Linked DNA regions of Mus musculus: region 1 is linked to region 2. A link is a contact called in public Hi-C data. All regions are on one chromosome and are shown on one strand. The core of a region is the stretch at or near the end of the contact, and the rest is flanking DNA. Distances in the headings are between cores, read along the strand shown.

What was found. A called contact is a pair of places that touch in the nucleus more often than the background predicts.
Region 1: a Hi-C map of the N1E-115 cell line shows a contact between it and region 2, with 2.4 times the contacts expected there. The contact joins two enhancer-like sites. A contact is called at or near these places in 1 of 484 Hi-C or Micro-C datasets (the N1E-115 cell line) and 1 of 9 other capture datasets (pancreatic islet).

What each region holds. Positions count from the first base shown.
Region 1 is chr1:81,089,345-81,094,625 of GRCm38.p6, reverse strand. All of the region lies in intron 2 of Nyap2 (neuronal tyrosine-phophorylated phosphoinositide 3-kinase adaptor 2), which reads right to left. Among named protein-coding and RNA genes, the nearest start is that of Nyap2, 15 kb to the right of the region's middle. Within about 2 kb of position 2,400, at least 3 of the 459 cell types and tissues checked have an H3K27ac peak or open chromatin away from gene starts, as enhancers often do. A contact at or near this core is called in the N1E-115 cell line, where this site is marked.
Region 2 is chr1:80,732,955-80,738,451 of GRCm38.p6, reverse strand. All of the region lies in intron 1 of Dock10 (dedicator of cytokinesis 10), which reads left to right. Among named protein-coding and RNA genes, the nearest start is that of Dock10, 23 kb to the left of the region's middle. Within about 2 kb of position 2,356, at least 15 of the 459 cell types and tissues checked have an H3K27ac peak or open chromatin away from gene starts, as enhancers often do. A contact at or near this core is called in the N1E-115 cell line, where this site is marked.

The DNA of each region.
Region 1 (5,281 bases), core at 1,151-3,650, 360 kb before region 2:
CTCCTGCACCTTGGCAGTGTAGCTATGTCCATATTCCAACAGAGGCATGAATATTTCAAAATGTGAGCATCACAGAACATAACTTTTAACTAGAGGTATATGTCCCCAGCAGAAATTCGTGGGTAAAGGTTTGATTTTCCTTCTACCAACTTATGATTATGATTAATTTTAAGGTAACCCACACATTTGTAATGCAGACATTTTCTTCAGGCAACCTCAAAGTTGGACTGAAGCCTCAGAGGCAATTCTATTAGCATGTTTAGGGTCTACTCTGGCAATTTCATTACATTAGACATGATATCCAGGAGCTACTTCAAATTTAGTAGGAAAAAAATACATCCCCTGATTCATATTCTAGTTCCACAATAATTCCTTTTCTGTATGTATTATCTTTAAAGATTTATAAATGCCATCTTTGCATAAAAGGTTGAGAATATTTCTCCATAGCTTAATAACTTTAGATAGGAAATAGGAAGCCCCCATAAGAACCTGTAAATAGTTTAGCACTACCCATTAAGGAAAGGGTACCTTCACCTTTGCAATGAGATTCCTTTAAGTCAGTTGCCTTGGAGTTGGAGTTCCAAATGTCCATGCCCCATAGTGATTTTCCTCTGCATCAGAAGAGCTCATCGTGGAAAGTGCCTTGTCTGGATGTGGCTGTTCTCTAAACAGCCCCTCCTCTTGCTAGCATCTGTCTATTTATTTCAGACACAGAACAGTTACTGATCATCTTTAAGCGTAAAGCCAGTAAAGAGTCCAGGATAGAATGGAAATAGGAGCAAGAGAAAAAGTCTGATATCAGTCTGTGTGAAGCTGAAATAGGCAAAGACTGAGCGGCTGATCTGAAAGACCCCATTAGTGTGGACTCAAATCTGTGATGGCAGGTGACTAAGTAGGGCCATCAGCCACTGTCATTAAAAATATTAGCATCATGTAAATCACACATTGTTGATTTGTGGGGTATATATTAATCATTTTAGGACAGGGGATGACCTTTGCTGAAAACAGTAGGAGAGGAGAATCATCAACATTTCCATATCACAAAGCACTCTCATATATTCAACAATATTAACTTCCACTATCATCACTGAAAAACTCAAAATAAATTGATATACATGTAACCATACTTGTAGAAATGGTTTTTGGATTACTAAAGAGTAGTCAGCAAGGGATGATCAATGCTGGCTACTGAAATTTTTCTTCCAAATCTGGGGTTCTATGAATTAAAGAAAACATTCCCGTGTATTTGGAAAAGTAATCAAATTTGTGCTATGTTTTTATATCTCATTCAACTCAGAAAAAGACAATCTGGATACATAGTTTTTACTTCAAAAACAAGCAAAACAGCTTGTGGTGTACTCTGAAATGATTAATAGAAAAGTGGTTTGAATTAATGACATTCACAAGAGGAAGCCAAAGTTAGAGAGGGTTATTAGGAGAGTGTCTGCTGTTTAATCTCGCTCTGCATCAACACATTAACCTTGTTTTCTCTGCCTGAACACTAAATCCTACAGTAAAATTAGGTCAGAAACTCACATTAGATCAGATCAACAGCTTCATGGCAACCCAGGCATCTGACAAGCTGCGTATGGCCACGGGCTCATCTCCAGTGTTCTTCTACGCCTGGAAGCAATGACTACCCAGAGGCTATCTCTCAGCAACCTTCAGATAATTTCTTTAAACTATAAGGCTAACTGTAGAGCTTTGTGTTTTTGAACCTTTGTTCATTCAGCTAGCTTCACTTTGTTTATGAAATAATGCTTTTTGTATCCTTTCTGACACAAATATAGGAAAGTTCGCATCCCTGCATGCCTTCATTGGAATAAACTCATTGAGGAGAGTTACATGTGACCAGATTAGCTGCTCATGGTACACTGAGTGGGTATAGCATTCAAAAATGCACACCAATGCATTTTTCTCCATAACCACAATATTCTCTGTCATGTTGTAAATAAAATTCCAAAAGCCAAAACCAACTAAAGACTACTGGTGTAATGGACCATACTTCCCTGATAAGCATTCTCTGTATAACTATGAGTTTATGTAAATAAAATGAATTGATATACAAATTTGATATCACAACCATTTCCTTTTGGCATAGTAGTAAAATAGCAAATAAAAGATAAATTTAAACTTTTTATTTGTATTGAAAATTTCTCCCTAAATGTACAAGAGAGACTGGAGTGGTGTTTTGATTCCCTTTGCATAACAGGAGATCTGAAACTCTTAAATCCACATAGTTTTCAAGTGCACACACAAATATACAATCATATGCCCCTTTAAAGGGAGCCATATTTAATCTAATTCCATTTCTGACTGTCACTTTTAAAGAGGAAATATAACCTCATATGGATCCCCTGAGGGCACCCACGGGGAATAGAGACACTGGTAATCAGCCTAAGTAGTCCTCTGTGTCAGAACCAGTTTGCTGAAGTCAAGTGCTGTCTTCCAGACTCACAATGTTTGGAGACATTTTGCTAATGTAGTGTTTCATTAATTGGGGGGGGGGGCACATTTGCTTCCTACAGTAAAAACGGTAGCTGACTAGACATGAGAATTTCCCTTTTGCCTTTATCTTAGGGGATACTTCTTACATTGGTTTTAAAACAGTCAAATGAGGTGATCTGAGTACTCATTCCAAAATTCAAAAAGAAAGGAATTCTAGAACCCTGTTGTGCTGTTGGTGTGTACAATGGCCTTTTGATTACTCATCATCTTCAGTGAATGTTGATATTTGGTGACCTAACAAGGGGTTACGTACAAACAGAGGACCTCTGAAGAAATCATGTTTTAGAGGTGTGTGCAGATGCTGTCCTCCAGGTCAGCTCTCATTCATCACCTCCTTCATTCTTACTGGCCAGAACTGCACACATTGACCACCAAAGTTTGTTCCTCACCTTTCCCCCTATTTGTGACCATTTAGGACATGGTGACTCATCTAGAATAGACTAACTTGTTGAAAGGTAGTTTTTCATGTTTGATTGGTTTATGGGCTATGGAATAAAAACAAATTTCATTTGCCAGTGCCTATACAAAGCTACTGGGATTTAAAATAACATTAGACCATGAGGCCCCAAAATAATTGTTTTCCTTCTCCATTAATTCTCTCCTTTAAGCATTTCTCAGTTTCTTACCAAATATGACTTTAAGCTGTTAAGAGAAGCACTAGAAACATCATTTCTTTTTCTTTATTTAGTATCTCTTTCTCACCAGCAAGTCTCTTCAGTAAAAAGCCCATATGACAGATAGAAGAGAAGATACAAAGAGTTAATAGTGACAGGGGCTCAAGTTGGTTCAAAAATAAGGAACTGAGCTCAGAAACCCTAAGTATCTCAGATCACAGAGCAAGCAGGGGGATGGATATTGTTTGTCTAAGGGTTCTGTGTTTAAGCTCCCCAGCTTGAGCACAAAAGGCATTTCAGCGGTCTGTGCTCCAGAAAGTCAATCAGAGGAAATCCGATTTCCATGTTTTAAGCATGCCTTGGCAGTCTGCACATTTTTGAAATTGCAACTGGCGCACTTCACAGAGAATTATCATCAATGCCTTTTCAAGGTCAAATGTGCTGCCTTTTAGAATTTCTGGCATGTATATCCCATATATTAAATCACAGAATATATATTGAAGACATTCAACAGAAAGATGAAGAAATTTTCATTAATTTGATGGTGTTCATTAATACCTTGTTGAGTTTTTCCTACTTGATATTAATTGCAAGGTAAAAAAAAATACTGAAATATGTGTTAGATTTAAATATGGGTGTTGTATGTTTTCCAGTATCCTAGAAGCCTTTAAATGCCTGTTTGAATAGAACACAGTTCATGGACTTTGTAAATAGAGGACATGTCTCATTAGAAATGTTGAAGTAAACTCACATTGAAGAAAGATTAGCATTATTTGAAAATTGTCGTACACCCACAACACTGCACAAATTAAAACCAAATTCAGACAATACTATGGTACCTGGATTAGATTGTTTGGGAAGATGACACAGCCTGTCCTCTGACAAGACAGTGAGGGAGGCCTTTAGACTCCTCCTCCAACAGAAGCATTGCTGGTCTGTCTTTGTTCACTTTTTTTCTCTCCAAGCCCCTCCCCCATACATCAGAGGACATCTATGCCATTTTGCTTTACACTGGGTTTTGCTTTTGGAAAAGAAAAATGATTTGGAGAAGTGTCAACAATTTTGGGCTCTCATAGGATTTTTACACTTCCAAGATATTTACACATTAAACTAGAATTCCAGAAAAAAGATTTTGGGCAGGGTTGAATAAGGAAGAACTGGGTTTATAAATAGCAAGACACATACTGTATCTTTTAATTCCTAAAACATGCAACCGTTATGGGGAAAGCATTAAATGTTATTTGGGATATGATCGTCTTCATCTAGGAGTAGAAGATGCCCCATAGTCTTCTCCCTTATGTGTACTTACCAGTTTTACATTATCATTCTGTCTCTAATAGGTGTGAATGATTCCCAGAGGGGTGACATTTGTGGGTCTTTTGTGAGCTACCCCTTTCAAATCTGTGATGGGATAGGTTCTAGCAGAGCAGAAGGAAGGGCGGGCTCAGGGAGGCTGCCCCTCCATTTCTTTCCCTGTTAGCTCTCCTCCAATGCTGTGGCTCTAACACTGCTCAGTCCCCCTTTGTGACTCCCCGATTAAATCTGTTGGGCTCTTTCACAGATTCCTAATCCTGTGAAGGTTTAGGTGGCTTGGAGAATATTCCTGGGGTGTTGATCATTTTAAACTTTAAATTCTAGGTGTCCTTGTTGTTATGCAAACTCGTGATTTTAAAACTTACAGGAAGATTAAGGTGACTCTCCAAAATATGTTATAGAACTCTTATTATAATCTCTACCCAAAGTCTGGGTCTTTTACCCAAACCTCCAACCAAAATCTCTACCAGAGTAGTTATAAGGCCTTTGAATATTTACACATAAGTATCGGCTCCCATTCTCTGCTATTTGCCTTAAACTTGCATCAGGTTCAGTCTTGGCCACTTCATAAAGTAGAAATGTCATTCTGCTAGTTCAAGCAATAACAGGGAGGAAAACAGCAGACTAACCCCAAGCTCACCATTCACTCTCCCTACTCAATGCCTAAGTCTCATCAATTACAAAGTTTATATCGTGCTCAGAATTTAGCTACTGTGCCCAATTTTACTGTGGCCAATCATGGCCATTCCTTGTGAATTAGAACCAGACAGGAGAATTGATTTGAATGTGGGGTCTTTTTTTTTATTCAATTATTGAAATGTGTTAGAATTAACTCTATTTTACAA
Region 2 (5,497 bases), core at 1,107-3,606:
ATCCTTAGGAATGCAAACCATTTCTGTTCCTAAGAAAATGTTCTAATGTATGTCAGAAACTATATTTTCTGGAGGTCTAGCTTTTTCTAAATGATAGCAAGCAGTGTTTGCCTTATCTCATTCTGAGATGCTTGGGATATAGTTTAGAAAATTGCATCATCTTGTGACTGCTATTGAGCAGGCAAATTGCCCTCTGGTAATTTAAAATAGCTACCTCTACTGAGAGAACAGAAATCCCCCAGAGGACATCACAATAATCAGGGTAACTTTTGTTCTTCTAAGCAGTGTTCTAAAGTACACTTTTTTTTTTTTTTACAGATTAATCATAATGAGAAATATATAGGGAAAAGTTCCTTTTCAAAACGAGTTGGTTGCTCATTGTTTGGCAGGAAACAGACTCTTTCACAGTTCGCTCGTTGTCCTTCTACTGCTGCACCAATGTGTCCACCACATTTTACCTCTGTTTTAAGGATGACTCATTTGTTCTGCTTCATCGGCTGTATTGACAACAGATGAGCATTACTGCCTATATCATTCCCAATAAAATGTCAAGTACATACAGTAAAAAGTGTTATGACTTACGTTTTAAAATGCTTTATATTTTAGTGTCTATTTTTAGATCACTCACTTATGAATCATTAATGGGAGTGTTCTAGACTGGGATGGGGGAAATAAGAGTATGCTGTTGGCAGTTCTTCAATTATGGAAGGCTGTGGAGCTGAGTGTTCTGTGTGTTGGGGAAAAAAAAAAAAGGTATGTGTTGGGTCCGTATCTCTTTCCATGAGCTGGAGTCCTGCGTCCTTAATTCTTGAGAAGACACATGGGCTGCAAACATGCCTGAAATGTATACCCATGTCTTAAGGGGCTCCGCCTGTTGGTTCAGCTTTGACAATTGGTCACATATCTGCTCAGAAAGCATGGGAAACAGCCTAGTTCATACCCTTATTTTGGCTGCTGATCCTTGGCTTAATAACCATGAAATCACTACACCAGTGCTTTTCAGACCGAGGTCTGAACTTTTGATCAGTTTTTTTGCCCTCATGTTACAGCAGCTTCCAATGGTGAAGCTTCAGAACATGGGATCTGGTATTAGGGAAATAAGACCAGGATGTTGTCAGAAAACAGTAAGCATGGGATAGATAAGGACCCAGTGGGATGCAGGGAGTTGGGGTTGGGTGAGGAGATGGCAGAATGATCCAAATGGGTACAAAGAAAAGGACCAGGCAGGAACCTAGGAGGCTGCAGTGGGACTGGGCTGAGGACTTGTATCTTAGCCAGGAAAAAAAAATTAAACCACACTCTCTTGAGCTTTGAAGCTGCCAGTCCCCAAATTTACAGTTGTCTTCTTTTACTTAACCATGAGAGTCTGTTTCAGATCTTGGGAACCCAGAGCCTATTTTCCTTGGGGAATGTGGTGACTCTCCATATACGCTCAGGAAACAATCTCATCACCATGGTTAAAGCAGCAGCAGGAACTCATTCACAGCCCCCACATCATAGCAGAGGTCCTGAAGCTGTAAAGGGATTCATGCCTAGAACATGAAAGAGCAGATGCTGAGGAGGGTCCGTCTTCACATCTTCACTGTGCTCCAGCTCTGAGGCTCTCTTCCTTCTCTAACTGAACTCTCCAGGTCTTTTGAACAATCCACTAAAAGGGGCTTAGAAGATGTGCAACTACATTAAAGGATGGTTGCTATTGGTGTCAGAGCAAAAGAAAGGTCTATATCATATCTCAAAAAGGCGTAGAGCTTCTCCACTTCCAGCAACAACTTGTTTCCCTTCTATGAGAACTGCTCCTCTAGAGAGGAGCTGATGTTGATAACAAGCTGTACTTTGATTTAAGCCTTCCAGAAATGGTGGCTGACTCTACACTAACCCTGGATGCACATTTCTCCATCTCAGCTGGCAGGGAAACAGATGAACTATTAGGTCTTATGGTTGATGTGATATTCAGACTTGAACACAGAAGAATAAATGCTTGCAAGACAAAAATTATAAAGTGTTTCCAAATGCACAGTGCTTTTTAAAAAAATACACAAATATGCCATTTGCAAAGCACACTGGATGCCATGTCATTATAATTTTGCTGAAAGCTTATTTTTTGCTATTGAAAAACTTGACAAACAGTGGTTGTTGCACATGTATGGGCCAACTATGCTGTCACTGTAAGCAGTGTAATTGATTTGGAGGGCTCTCCCAAGCCAGAAGGTGGCCTCTGTTTTTGTTGTTGGCAGAGTTAACAAAAAGCAGATGCAATTATAAATAAAATGATGGCTCAAACCAGGATTACCAGGCTAACTCAGTCAACACAGGGTTTTGTTTGATTGAATTCTGTAGATGATTTCATCAATGATTAACCTAACTTCATTAGGGGCCTCTAAAAGGAGAGCCTGCATCAGCACACTCCACAAACTCAGCCTAGTGGTTCCTCTTCGTATATCTATGTTCCTTTTACCAGCAGCCATATTTCAGTTACTGACTTCCTTGGCCATCCATGGTCAAAGCAGAAATAAAGATTGCTACCAAGTTCAGTTTAGAAATCAAAAGAAAATTGACAAGCTGGAGAAGTGAACATGTCGAATAATTAAATTATCTTTCTGCCATCCCACCCGCAACTACCCAATGTCATCTTTATTTTCTACTTCTACCTATAGGACATGAAGATCTTTGTATGCATAGCAGGATTTTTCCCAGAGGATAAGAAATCTTTCAAATAGAATTTGGAAGGCTGAGTCCATCCTAAACTAATTATTGACAAGTTGGAAATCCAAAAGCATGGAAACCGTATGCAGAAGGCACCGAGCAGAAGTGACTGACCCTCTCTTCTCTTGCCATTTCATAACAATGGAACTACGGAATCACAGCTTAGATTAGGAAATTTCTTTTGAAGCTTTTTTTTTTCCTGGCTTAATTTCAAGTCACCTCGTTGAGCTAGAGCTTGGGAAACTTAAATATTATAAGAAAAGGGGTTTATCATATTTGATGCTCTAAAAAATATCACCACCTACATTTTAACTAGATATTGCTTTCCTGTTCATAAAAATGTAAAATATTTATTTAAAACTACTTTTTAAAATATTTTATTGTTTAGAATGTATGTATGTATGTATGTAGAGAGTGGTGCATATTCAAGTCACTGTAATGCCCAAGGAAGCCAGAATAGAACTGGAGTTACAGGCAATTTTAAGGAGCCTAGCATGGGTGCTGGAACCCAAACTCTGGTCCTCTGTGAGAGCAGTACCTGTTTTAAACCACCAAACCAGCCTCTAAAACTATCCCTCATTTTAAGCATACAATAATAATGTTTTTTAAAAATTTTAGTTTTCAATTTTTATGCATATCAGTATGTGCCTGAGTATGTCTGCGCACCATGTGTGCACAGTGCAAGGAAGACCAGAAAAGAATGCCAGATCCCAGCTGCAGTGACCTCTAACCCAGGAAGCATTTTATGAACAACCAGGGGAAGAGGATTCAAAGGTTCCAAATTGCAAAGCAGGTAGAAACATCCATTACTGTAATATGATTCTTATACGCTGGACACGTGTATTAAGTTAACAAACCATCTCTAAAGAATACATGCAATTATTATTTGGTAACTGAACTAAATATTAAAAGACATTAGTTTGCAGGCTAATGTCACAGAGCACAGGAAGAAAATGAATGCTATGAAAAAGCACCAAGTTAAATCAATAATCAAATATGAATTTAGTTCTGATCATATAGAAATGAGAATCTACAAAGTGTTCTTTTTTGTATTTTTATTTTTTATTTTTTCTTAATTTTTTATTATTTTATTATTTAAATGCATTTTATACATCAAACATATTAATAATATTGAGTATTTTGAGAATCAAATAATACATAAAAATTATTCAATTTTTATATTCATAATATACCCTAAAAATACCCCTTAATACCCTAAAAATATCATTAATGAACATTTAATACTATCTATAACTGAGGATCCTATATCTAATGTGAAATACTAGGTTGTTTCAAAACATACAAAATGTTCTTTGGGGGCTAAGCATAGTAAAAGAGCATAAAATATTAAAAATGAATCATTAAGAAATATATTCAAAAGCCCTTACATGATACCACCTGACATAGTGAGAAAGTATTTAAAATGCATTCCATATCTGTGTACATTGTCTAACAATCAGTTTACTTAAAAAAGATTATCAATGTTTCTAGGAGAGAAATTATTTTATCAGTAAGTATATTTTTAAAATTTCAGAATAGCAGACTCTCTTTGAAGTTAAACATTAAGAAAATGCTAATCTCAAGCACAGTGAGAAAATTATTAAAACTGAATCTTTATAAGTATGAAACTACTCGACCATCATAGAAAAATATGCTGTGGTCTGGGAACACAGTTTGATCATATAAACTGCAAGGTGGCATTATTTTTTTTTGTCAGTTTAAATTCATTTCTTTTTAAAAAATTATTTATTCACTTTACATCCCGATCATTATCCCCTTCTCCCTGTTCCCCTTCACACACCCCTCCCCACCCCCTTCCCCTTCTCTCTGAGAAGGAGGAGGCCCCCTGGTATCATCCCACCCTGACACATCAGGTCACTGAAGGACTGGGCACATCCTCTCCTACTGAGGCCAGAAAAGGCCAGTTAGGGGAACAGGATCCACAGGCAGGCAACAAAGTCAGGGACAGTCCCTGCTCTAGTTGTTGGGAGAAGGTGGCCTTAGTTTACAAATGAGCTATATGTTGGCCATCTTCCAGCAACTGTAGGGACAATTTGAGAAAAATCTTTGTTTTGTTTATTGGCTATATTAGAAAGATTTTTTAAAAAGACCATTATTAATAATGTTGTGCAATATAATAAACTCACAGGATCTTGGGTAATCATTAGGTGTTCAGCCCTAGCCTGCACAGCACCAGCACCCAAGAGCTGAGAAGACGTTTTATTCATGGAAAGATTCATATGATAGACATTGGTTTAGGCCCTTGCCTCTAGTTGCTGGAGTTTATGTTAAGATCTTTAGGAGGAGTAAAAGAGGGCAAGGCATATAGCTTAATCCGTAAAGTGTTTGCCTTGCAATCATGAGGGTCTGGGTTCAATCCCCAGAACCCACATTAAAAGCAACGCTATGGCAGCATGTGCTTATCACCCCAGCACCCCAGGAGCTGGAGACAGGTAAACCCATGTGCTCACTGGACAGACAGTGAAGCTTGCTTGAGAACCCCAGTCCAGTGAGAGACCCTGTCTCGAAAAGCAAAGTGAATGGCTGCTGAGGGTGGACACCCAACGTTGTCCTCTGCACTTCACATGCTCACACATGCACAGCCACCTGTACCCACACACACACACATGCACGCACACACATGTGCATACATGCACACTTGCACACACAGTCACCTCTATACACATACACATGCACACTCACACATGCACACCTACCTGTACACACACACTCACACACGCTTGTACACTAGCACATGACAAGAAGCAGATTTTTAAAAGTGTCTGTAAAAATG